Linked DNA regions of Gasterosteus aculeatus: region 2 is linked to region 1. Evidence: chromatin contacts called from public Hi-C data. All regions are on one chromosome and are shown on one strand. Each heading gives the region's core, a stretch centred on a gene start, on an enhancer-like site or on the middle of the called end of the contact. The rest is flanking DNA. Distances are from core to core; before and after follow the strand shown.

Region 1 (6,056 bases), core at 1,208-3,707:
GTGTTCTCAGACAGTATATTTTTATCCAACCAGCGGTCGGTATCACTTGGTTAAACTACACACTTCGGCGTGCGGCGGCTGCCTTCCTCGCCCGCCGGTTTTACACGTTGACCCCTCGAGAGTCTTCATGCAGGCGGAGGGGATTCAATCAGAAAGCAATGGCTCTCTAAAAAGGTCAGAGCTTTCATGGAGTTTCCATTCCGTCAGATAACCAAAGCCCTCGCCAACACCACCGCTCGGCCACAGGAGGGCCAAAGAGGGGCTGCTGGGTGGTGGAGGCCACTGGCGGGGGGTGATGGGAGGGGGAAGTGGATCAAAGAGCTGCAGGCTTTGGACCCGCCGCTGTTTGCTCTCTTTTGTGCTCAACTATCTGCCACGTCTGTCTCTCCCACCTCTGGCACGGAAGAGGGTTCTGCCCTCTGACGTAAGCGCACAAGCTCCCTCGCACACACACAGTCCTGTCAGGCTGCGCAAGAGGTGGCGCTGAGTTGAATTAATTAAAGGGTGAGAAAGCCAGGGTGGTTGGGACCCAGTTCCACTTGAGAGGAAACACGTCTTTCAGGACTTTCATGCAAGTTGTGAAAAGACTTGTGAAGAACGACATTTTTCGCTTTTTGTGATGGACAAATTTCAGTCCCGAGAGGCCACAATCACAGAAACACTGAGTTCTTCCTATAGAGCTGTGGGTTCACCCAGAAACCTTTGCTCATTATAAACCCATTTTTATAAGAAAAGGGTTCTCTGAGGATGATTTGTAACACAAACCGTTTATGAAACCATGCATGTGTAACAGGGTTCTCTGTAGTGTACCCTAGTTGGGTTAGATATGAAACCATGCATGTATAACAGGGTTCTCTGTAGTGTACCCTAGTTGGTTGGATATGAAACCATGGATGTATAACAGGGTTCTCTGTAGTGTACCCTAGTTGGTTGGATATGAAACCATGGATGTATAACAGGGTTCTCTGTAGTGTACCCTAGTTGGTTGGATATGAAACCATGGATGTATAACAGGGTTCTCTGTAGTGTACCCTAGTTGGGTTAGATATGAAACCATGCATGTATAACAGGGTTCTCTGTAGTGTACCCTAGTTGGGTTAGATATGAAACCATGCATGTATAACAGGGTTCTCTGTAGTGTACCCTAGTTGGTTGGATATGAAACCATGGATGTATAACAGGGTTCTCTGTAGTGTACCCTAGTTGGGTTGGATATGAAACCATGGATGTATAACAGGGTTCTCTGTAGTGTACCCTAGTTGGGTTGGATATGAAACCATGGAGAACATGGAGTATAACTGAAGATGGGAAAGAAAGAGGGCAAATTACGCAATAGTAAAATAATCAGCTGAGACACACAAGATATTTAAAAAAAAGATGGACTATCCCGATTTTCAAAAATGAACACATCAAAGCGGCCTTCACAGCCAGCAGCTCTCACACAAGTAACACGCACACATATATTCATGTAGATATTTATATGTAGATATATATATATATATATATATATATATGTAGATATTTATGTAGATATGTAGATATTTATACTCATTTACACGCTGACATTGTAAAAAAGAAATCACTTTGATCCACGCAGATGAAAGTGTTCACATTAAATCAGACTGCAATGCCAAGTTAAAGAAAAAAACAGACCGAGCAAACGTGTCTCCTCAGTGAGCAGAGAGAAAGAACGCGATAAGATGGACTTGATGCTCCTCCAAAGAGCATCCCCTACATTTTACCCAGGTAGAAGAGAAAGACGATTAGTCAGTGTTTCCTCTTTAAAACCCCCACTCTTGAGATGACCTGGGAGAGAGCATAAATCATTCTGTGTGATGTAAAAAAAAAAGAACCCCCCTCCACCCCCACAGCGCCTCCCTGCATTCAGAGAAGGTTAATGATCTAAAGTAGCTGAGAGGCTAGTGCGCCCTAGTGGTGTCTCCTGAAATCAAGTCCTTCACTCCCACTCTCCCTCCTTGTGGGCGCCGCGCTGATATTGGGTGAAAGCTGCAATGCCAATATTTCATTTTCTCATTTTGAAAAACCAGCGCGGCGGCGAGCCTCGGACGTCCGCGCCTCCCCTTGTGCCAGAACGCAAAAACCCCCTCATCTTCTATACTAAACGCAGAGGGAACAGGACACAGACTCATAACGCAGTTAATGGGTGGAGACGGAAGGGGGGGAGCAGGAGATCTCCTCCGCATTCCCTGGGACGCCGAGGGCCCGTCACGACTTTGCAATTCCCATATTTCCATATTTTTGTAATGGCCAGAGTTTTGACGAAGGCCCGGGGGACGGGGGGGGGGGGGGGGGGGTTGTTACCATTGACGACCATCAGTCTGCTTTGATGTCTGTGGGATTCTCTGCGTGCCACGGCGAAGGGTCTAAGGAAGGCTGATTTAGCACTACTAGTCTATGGGGGGAAGGAGGGGCCTCTGTGTCGGCAGGCGGGTTTACCTGTGAGCTTCTTCACGGGCTGCAGCCTGACACTGATGGTCTGGTGTGTGAGCAGCGGGGAGGAGGGCAGCGAGCGCGACACGCCCTCCATGATGCGAATGTGCTGCATGCCCTCGGTCATGGAGAGCGCGGGCACGGCGTAGTCTCCTTCAAAGGCACAGTCGCTGTCTATGCTGCCGCCTGCAGGGTGGGAGGAGGGGAAGAAAGACACGGGATGAGATGCTTTTCTTTGCTTTCAACTGAATCTAATGAGCTGCTAACAGATAGGCTTATAATAACCTGTGGAGCCTGTTGCTGCAAAGAATGCAAGGAGATGATGTATAATGTCGGCGATGTAATAGTTCTTATATAATATTCTAAGTCTGTGAATTAGGGAGTGGACATCCTTTCAGCCTCATATGAATGACATTCACCTGAATGTAATGACAAAGGTACTTAAATAAAGGAATAAAAAAATAAAACAATATATAAGGACTCAAAAGTCCTCTGGCACATTCTTGACGATACATTTTTTGGTAATAATGGTTCTTTCCATTATTAAGTGCCTTGCTGAAGATATCTCAAAACAGATATATAGAATGCTGAGACACTTTCCATTTCCTAAGGCTGTGTTTGTATTTCCTAGTTTTACAGTTGGAGAGTTTGAGAGAGACTAAAGGTAAATATAATATATATATATATATATATATATATATATATATATATATATATATATATATTATATTTAATATAAATAGGCATAATTGAATGTGCAAATCAGCCACTTTCAGCCACAGTCTTATCGCTTATTTCATTTTGTAGAAATATCAAGTCAATCAAGTCTTCGTATCACTCCATTAAACCGATAATACTGCTAACATTCATGAAATAACCAGCACACACAATAATAAATGAACAAACAAACCCTCTTTAAAAACCATCAGAATATAAATGGTAATGAAACTGGAAGGTTTGGTAAATGTAAGTGCATTAGAGATTCCTGGCTGTTGCAAAATAGCCCCAAAAAAGTGCATGAAAAAAATGTTTTTGCCTGTAGTGTCTCGCCTTTCATTTACAATATATTCAACAGAGAAAGGCAGCACATGTTCAGATGACGCTGAGCTGAAGCAATTGACAAACAACTTATCGATCATCAAAACTAATACAATTTTCCCTCCGTCAGCTGATCAATTTAGCACAAGAGGTGCTGTTGTGGATGAAATTGGATTCTACCGCCGTTCCTATTGGTCCACCTCCTGTCAAAAGTGCACGACAGACACGTGCGAGCACTCTGTCGGGATCACAGCGCCCGTATCGAGTGCGACGAGATTGGCTTGACCCAGAAGGGAGCACAGCCCCCGAAGGCAGCACGAGGCGTTTACACTTTAATAAACTGCAGCCCGCCTGACCTCCGATAGCCCCAAAGTAACACAACGGCCCACAATGTGAATATGATTAGGACTGTACGTGTCTCGACAAAGCTAAAAAAAAAAACGAGCACAGTTGTGATCGTGACGGAGCGTTTTACTTACAAAAAAAAAAAAAGAAGAAATAGCTCTCTAGACTCCCCAGAGCACAAAACCCAGTCGGCTGTAAACACAACATCCATTTTGTGATTCCGCTCTGGCTCGCGTCCCTGCAGACAGAGCCGCGGAAAACCAACCGGTCAAGCGGCAGCAACCAGCGTGAAACACGAGGCCGTTATCAGACACTAATCCGCCGCAGAGGAACCCTGTGTGACGGTTGGGACGGGGGGGGGTCACCGCGGTTGTTGCAATGCAGATATAGTTTAGAAATAAGAAATAAACACACACGTCTCTCTCCAGAAGTGCAGGAGTCCGTCCACCCATCCAGTGGGGAATGTCACTGCAAAAGCAAAAACAACCGCCGGAGCAGCATGGAAATGCTCCTCGTGTATGCAGGGCCCGGTGTGAATACCAAGGGCGGACTTGGTATTCTGGGAGCAATTATCGCTCTGATTCTGATTACACAATTATATTGCCATGAATAAATGATTCCCCACGTAGCTAAAGAAATTGGTCACATCTCGGGCAGAAATAACCACCTTAAAGTGACGCCCTTGGTGGCTTAATCAAGCACTTTTCGGTGCATGACCTTCAGGAATATTCTGAAGTTAGCAGACTCCAGTAACTCAATTTGTAAAAAAATCCTGTTAAATCGTTTAAATAGATTTCTTTCCAATTTAAGCAAGAAAAATGTTGAAAATCTGTTTCTGTATATTTATCTTTAAAAATAAAATATTTAGGAAAATTTCCTGATTCAGAGAAATCCAGAAACAGAAGCGCTGATTGATGGTGTTTCATTCCAGGGTGTGAGGAGAGAGATGTTTAAATCAAATAAAACAGAAACACCTACAAGGTGTTCGGCTCGAAACATTTAGGAAGGGAAAAACTAGTTACAGTTGCCCTAAACGTTCCTGACACACGCCGACATTCCCCTCGTTGATTAACTAGCGCTGTGTACCGATTCTCTCCCCTCGCAGCGACTCGAATTACATTTCATTCACACAGGTCTCCCCTGAAAATGTTTCCAGCAGCCGTTCTCAGCTATAAAGACAAATAAAATACAACTCTGGGAACAGGGGGGGGGGGGCTCTTGAAGGGTTCCCGAAAAGAGGTCGCCCACAGAGGTGTTCTGGGAAATGAGCAGGTGAAGGTGGGAAAAATCGTGCACACTGTTTCCCAGCACACTGCAGATCAGCATGGTAACCCCTCTCTTCTTTGTGTGCGTGTGTGTGTGCGTGTTTGCTTACCTTGTCCACCGTGGCTCAGGTGGGGGTCTAGACTGGGCGAGCGAGGGTCCGCATAGTCCTCGTTCCCGCCATCTACAGTGGGGGAGCAGAGAGAGAAAGACAGGGAGTGAGCTCGGCGGTAGGGCGGCGAGGAGGCCAGCAGCGAGGCCACCTCCTCCTCGTCTCCGATCAGCCAGGTGCGGGCCCTCAGGACCCCCAGCAAGCTGCCCATGCACAGACCGTCCGCGCCCTTCCTCCGGGGGCCCAGGTGGCCCCTTACGGTGGCGAAGGGGGACCGCGGCGCCAGGCTCCACGTCCTCCGCCTCCCCATGCCTCGACCGGACAGCCTCCGTCCGGTAACAGTCAGCGGCTTTACGTCGGAGCCGCTGCTGCGTGACGAGAGTCCTGTGCGTTTGAGCCGTCGCCGTCGCCGCCGACCTCGCGGGGATCTACGGTTCGATGAGCGGGTACGGCCGCCCAGTGGGCGTTTCCCTCCCCTGGATAGATCCGCATACGGTTAATGATAAGAGGATCAATTACGCCCCAGGGAGCAGGCAGGCAGAATTAGCCACGGTGGACGGAGCGGAGATGGGGGGGGCGGCAGAGTTGCAGGCCGGACTGTTTCATAATCCTGTTCGAGTGCTGATGGATCGACTACAAAGCACGACAGGCCAGCGGGGGAGGAGACAGATGATTTATGCTGAGAATAAATACGTCCCGCTGGATTAAAGCGAGCTATTAATAAAAGCTGATGTATGAAAACTAGTCCAGGCCAGCGGATCTTCTGTGCGAGGAGCGATCAGAGATGTGCGGTGCTAGGTATAAAAGCGCGGGGGCGTTTCATCCCGTTGTGTTCCAATCGCCGACC
Region 2 (6,056 bases), core at 1,101-3,600, 37 kb before region 1:
GCGATCCGGAGTTGATGGCCTGATAAATCTGCTCATCGTTCAGCGGGTGAAGCGAGGCCACGGCCACGTTGAGCAGAGGAAGCGCCCGCTCGAACGAGGACTGCGTGGGGAAGCGCATGTTGCACTGCAGCAGGTACACCTCTGCCAGGTTCACCGGAACCACCTGAGAAGAAAGAATCGGATCGCTGATTTGGGGCGGGGGGGGGGGGGGGGGGGCATGCGGCACTCTACAGAAAATGAATAATGCACGGTGTTTGTTCAGCGCGCGTCCGACCCGTCAACGCGGTCGGGGAGAATGTGGATTTACTGTTTTCATTTTTTATGAAGTCGGGACGCACTTCTGAATACATGAAATTAAAATAAACCCGGGAGGTGTGAAATAACATATTTCACTATGAAATGCACACTTAAACAATTCAGCTGCATTAGTCATGGAAAGGGGTTTGGTTCCAACCGTCACGAATATTTTATGAAACTATTTTTACGCAAAGCACGTCAGAGAGCAGGTCAATAAAAAAAAACAATCCCATTGTTGCCTTGGCAAACCATAAATACCAGGATATTTGGTTTAGAAACCTGTCTTGTCTTCTCTGTTGCTATGGAGGCCGTGAGTAACGCTGTGGGCTACAACTTGAGTCATGCTTTTTTTGTTGGCAAATCGGTTAAAAGTACTCTTATTTATCCATCAGAGGTTCCTGTTTGCAGTGTTTAAGCTACTATTGATACAAAAAAATAAGACTATAAGGAGCACGTTTGTTTCCAGGATTTCTATTCTCAAATTTCTGTCTCATCATATCTGTGCGCTCAAATTTCACTGTTCAATCAATCTGCAAAAAAACACACCTTGTAGCTGGAGCTTTTGAGGACAAGGTAGCCCTTCTCGATGAGGTCAAAGGTGAGCTTGAGGTACAGGTAGGAGCCCTGGCTCAGGGCCTTGAGGTGGGCGCTGAGCTTGCCGAAGGTGGTGTTGTCCATCTTGCCGTTGAGCGAGATGTTGTTCTGGATCTCGGGGCTGCTGTGGATGCGGTGCAGGATGTAGCCCTGCAGGTCCTGGTCTATGGCGTCGTTCTCCTCCAGGCCGTCCAGGAAGATGCGGTGGAAGGGCAGCGAGTTGGTGATCTCCTAAACAGTGACAGTGACATGGCAGAGAAATGGCCGTGAACATAAACGTAGACATACAGTACTTGCTGATATATGGTAAAAATAATCATTTTAAAAAAGGTCAGAAATAAATAAATAAAGGACCTGCAACGTGGTTCTGACCGTCACCACCAGTTTGAGCCAAGGAGGGAACTTGTTGATGGTTTTAGTGAGGAAGGACACGATGGTGTCTCCGTAGTCCGGCTTGTGGAACTCTGCCTCGTTCAAGCCGTCTATGAGGATGATGAGGTCCTCCTCAGAGTTGATCTTCCTCTCTGAAACAGAACAAGAATGTTGACAAAAATACAGAAATACTATTTTTTGGGGAAATTCATTCAACTTGGAAACAACAGACTGATAAGACATGAATAAAATATATTTGATTGCAGAACTATAAACCACATTTAATGGCCTTCCTCCTCAGACGACGAAGATTCATTTAGACTTTGAGGGTAAGCCACCAAGTGAAATTTCATTACAGATTTTTGTTTGTTTTTCATTTAAAATGAAAGTTTGGAACAATCTAAATTAAGCTTTGTTTGGATTAATAAATAGGGAGCTTTATGATCTTGACAAGGCATCTGTTATTATGCACAAAAGGACTCGAGTCGAACAATAAACTGAACGTGGCAAATTGAGTGCTGAGGCCAAACAAGTTACAAATTGGCAAAAGCACGGTGATGATTCTTAAACTAAAATGATTTCTACATACTTCAACTAAAGAGCAGAGCTACAAACTGCTGTGTTTGATTCACCCTCATGAGTTCAATTAAAATACAAAATTCACTTTACACAGACGACTTGCATGAGAATAAACAAATACACCGTTCCCGTGAAACCGCTGTCAAGTGCGACCAATTTGTTTCGCGAGTGCTTCACCTCTGTAAAGTGCGTCCAGGGGCTCCAGCACGCCCCTCCTGAAGGAGGCCAGGGGGTCCTGGACGCAGGAGCGCAGGCTCAGGGTGCTCTGGAGGTGCGGCTCCTTCAGCAGCTGCTCCCTGTAGGCGACGAGGTGCGGCGAGCGGCACAGCAGGGCCGCCACGTTGTGCACGAACTCCGGCACCAAGCAGGTGTAGGCGTTGTCGGCCTGGCAGTAGTGGTACGCCACCACCTGGGGGCGACAAAGAGCGGAGAGAAGGACGCAGCCCGGGTCAACCCTCAAGGAAACCCCAAAAGACGCACCCTTCCGGTGCACACCTGGCGATCCCGACATTGACCACGGTCTGGGCTCGCGGGAGTCACATGACCCCACTTTTTGAAATAACATTTCACATGCACTGCCTCCGACTTCATTGCAGTATAATGAAACGTCGCTTTAGCTATTCAGAACTTATCGCTTCAGGCTGCCAGGTGAGGCCGCTTCCGGAAGGGGGGGGCACGTGCGAGCTCATGTGCCGGGATGACTGTGGCACGACAGAGTCGAGCCGTTTGCGCGATGTTCTCCAAACGTGGCCATGGTTACATGATCCGATGTGTCTGTGTTCGTCACGAGAGGGGGCGGTCGAGGGGGCGAGTTTGCCGGGGAGGTCAGTCGACTGAGCGAACGGACGCAGGTGTGACTAAAGCGCTCCTGGCGACAGAGATCACAAAGAGTTTGAAATGTTTCAGAGGCTGCCGACGGCGATCAGAAGGCAGTATCGAAATGAAACGAAATGCAAATTTTTTTGGTCACAGCGGGATAAAGGTCTTTAAAACAAAAGGGGAGTGAGCGCCATCATCTATGCACGGAGTTAACACGATCTAATGGCTTGGCAGGGAAATGGCTTTCTACAGGTATAAATATTTCATAAGGCTCCCTGGCAAAGTTGTTTTTTCTCTTTTAAACACATCTGCATAATGCATCAAGCTGGGGCCGGGGACGCAGATGGCTGAGCTGCATGGGGGGGGGGGTGGAGGGGGGCCGACGTGAGACAGAAGACAGGAAGAAGAGCCGGAAAGAGAGCCGGGTTCACACACACTGTTAAAGCGAGCTAAACTCTCCGGTTATAGTGTTTTGAAAGTCAACATTTAACACAAAAAAGAGCATAAAAATGGAGTCCCAGCTTATCTGCTGCTTATTTGAAGTCTATCACCTCGGGGAGCAAAAGTCGCTGTGTCCATGCGCGCACTTTGGAGAAATATATGATATATTTCGCTGAATATTCTGCCACCTCCGCTGTCCCTAATTGAAAAACTAAGACATTAAATGATGATCTTTACCGAAGGACAGAGGCCTGGAAACGTCATGCTTAACAACAAACACGAGAAAATGTATTATTACGACACGTCGGCAATGTTTTCCCTTAACGATCATGCATGCAGTTCCACCCTTTGATAAATAGGACAGGAAGAACTGACAACACTCGAATGCAAATTAGACTCCTTACATAGCATTTGGCAATTCTAACATGTATATTTTTACATTTCACACAGCTGTGAAAGAAAAAAAGGAAATGGAGGAGTGGGAGGAAATATTCCTAAGTGGCTCAGGCTGGTGCACTTATCTTCTTCTTCGTAATACGCAACCATCAATTGAAAGCTAGAAATGGCACATTGTAAACACGCTCGCAGTACCACTCAAAAGTTTGGATACATTTTCTCAATCAATTCAATAAGAAAGCGTGTCCACACCTTTGACTGGTGCTGTATATATCCGCAGCAGATAAATAGATCATTTTCATTTGTAAAAAAAGCAAATGGGAGGAAAAGCAGTAAAAAAAAAGAAGGAAAAAGATCATATCTGCGTGTCTTAATACTTGGAGACGCAGACCGTCTCCGGTGTATTTGTCTGTCACGTGTGTATCCGGTACCTGAGACGCCAGCCTCCTCATGGACTCTTCCTGACGTCGCCTCATCTCGGGGGTCCCGGGACAGCTGCCTCCTCCCAGGGTGCCGTGCGTGGGCTGGGGCTGAGTGAGAGGGAGACCCTCTCCATCTGGACACAAGACACACACGCGTGAGACACTCGCGCCGGCTTTCTGTTCTAAATTTAAGGTTTCTAACATTTCTAAAATACCAAAATTCAACAATGGAGTTCAGAAAAGAATCCTCATCAGTTTAGCATCTTCACCCGGTGCACGAATGCACTACTCGTACGGAGACGTGAGCCTACGTTTGGGCGACGCCTGGGGGCTGTCGGAGGCGATCTGCCTCATGCGGGTGCCGTGGCAGCTGAGCGCCACCAGGCGAGAGACGATGGCGGTCTTGCCGAAGCCGATGTTGCCCAACACCGCCACGCCGCGGTTGGTGCTGGCGTTGGGGCTGTTGAGGTGGGCATCGATCTCCTGGAAGAGCCACTCGCGGCCCGTGAAGACCGAGTCCATGGTGATGCTGGGCACCTCGAACAGCAGGGGTTTGAGGGCGATGTCTTGAGGCCGATAGGGTGCAAAACGCACTGGCGGGTCAAGGAGAAGAGAGGATTTAGAGGTCAAAGGCACATTCATGTTCCTTCACGAGCATTTTCAGGAATCAGGAACATTTATTGTTAAAGTATGTTAGATATATCAAAGGAATTTGACATGCTAGTTAGCGCATAACAGATTTTGAGATGTCTGCATATCTGTCCTGTTTGCATCTGAGGACTGATATGGAGCGAGTTACTGCGTGTACATTAACATGATAGTAATACTTGGATATAATTTTGAATAACATAAATACCTATGCAGAAAAAAAGCGTGTAATAGTAGTAGGTAGTTCTCACATGTATTATATATAAAATAAAATATTCTATTGCTGTCTATTGATAAACAAAATAGGAGTGGATGTGGATTTCAGGGTTACAAATATTGTGTTCTATTTTTTTTAATGAAATACAGTAACACAAAATGAATCAAGTAAGTGGAAAGTGAAACTTCTGAAATTAAAACTATACTGATTGCTCAATGATTGCTATGTGAGGGAATTATTGCTTTGGGCACTTTAACAAGCAAGGACTGTTGATTTCACTCACTAAGGCGTGAATTCAACAGTCGTTTGAGGGGCACATTAAACTCATGGCCTCCAGAGGTTGTGCATCTTCTCAGCCCAACATATGGACCATTAATGACTAATGAGGCCAAAATTAATCTGGTACGAACAGATGTGCGATGAATTCAGTATAAAGTTCCGTCTGCTCCTTCCATCTTTTAAAGTAAAAAAAAAAAAAAAAGAGTGAAAACTGCTCTCTACGATGTGGCGTGTTGTTTCTTTAAGTGGTACATCAGCCTATGCTGATTAATCCTGGTTGAGAATGTGCGTTGAGTGTGAATAACTCAAATGCTTTAATCCAAATGAGCGTGCTCTGTGAAACGTGGCAGTAACGTCCCTTAATGTTGAGGACGGAACGTTCCGCCCGGTGCAACAAATGAAAATGAAAGTAACTTACGTGACTGCGATTGCCAGGCATTGGCGTTATTAGCGGAAGCTGCGACGGACAGCGAGCATAAGACAAAGAGAGAGAGAGACAGTGTGGTGACAGAGGGGAGAGAGGAAGACAGTGAGGACAGGAATGGGAACCAGCAGCAGTTGTTGCTCAATGTACAGACAAACAAATAAGGAAGCAGAAAACAACATTGGCACGTCATGATGTCAGAAATACGGGGAACCACCACAACAGGGCTGATCACGATTTGAAATCCTTTGCATTATATCGAGCGTGTTCCTCGGGCCGTCTGGAGGGAGGAGGGAGAAGGTTCGCACTTTTAGGAGTATCTAATTGGTTCCATTGGGCCGTGCAAGATCATTCAATCTCCATAAAGAAACAATTGAAGCCAGCTCTAGTCATAATTCGACATCTGGATGTGGAGAGAGCAAAACCTCCGCTCCACAGACGAGTGTGTGAGAGTTACAGGCCGCTAAAGGTGTTTCACATAGTAACGGAGAGCAAATCACAGAGGCTCAGACTAACCGTGTAATCGGATTTACACTTTGGTTTTTCTTTTGCTTCCTTGGGTTTCCCG

What was found. Hi-C and Micro-C count contacts between places; a contact is called where the count stands out from the background.
Region 2: a contact with region 1 is called in a Hi-C map of skeletal muscle, with 5 times the contacts expected there. The contact joins two enhancer-like sites. A contact is called at or near these places in 3 of 6 Hi-C or Micro-C datasets (skeletal muscle, tail fin and whole body).

What each region holds. Positions count from the first base shown.
Region 1 is chr5:9,080,967-9,087,022 of fGasAcu3.hap1.1, reverse strand. tanc2b (tetratricopeptide repeat, ankyrin repeat and coiled-coil containing 2b) reads right to left here. Exons shown (of 28, transcript XM_078103172.1): 3 at 5,210-5,281; 4 at 2,458-2,637. Among protein-coding and RNA genes, the nearest start is that of tanc2b, 52 kb to the right of the region's middle. Within about 2 kb of position 2,457, at least 1 of the 9 cell types and tissues checked has open chromatin away from gene starts, as enhancers often do.
Region 2 is chr5:9,117,930-9,123,985 of fGasAcu3.hap1.1, reverse strand. tanc2b (tetratricopeptide repeat, ankyrin repeat and coiled-coil containing 2b) reads right to left here. Exons shown (of 28, transcript XM_078103172.1): 9 at 4,232-4,513; 10 at 3,930-4,054; 11 at 2,020-2,251; 12 at 1,246-1,415; 13 at 844-1,122; 14 at 1-163. Among protein-coding and RNA genes, the nearest start is that of lsm12b, 20 kb to the left of the region's middle. Within about 2 kb of position 2,350, at least 1 of the 9 cell types and tissues checked has open chromatin away from gene starts, as enhancers often do.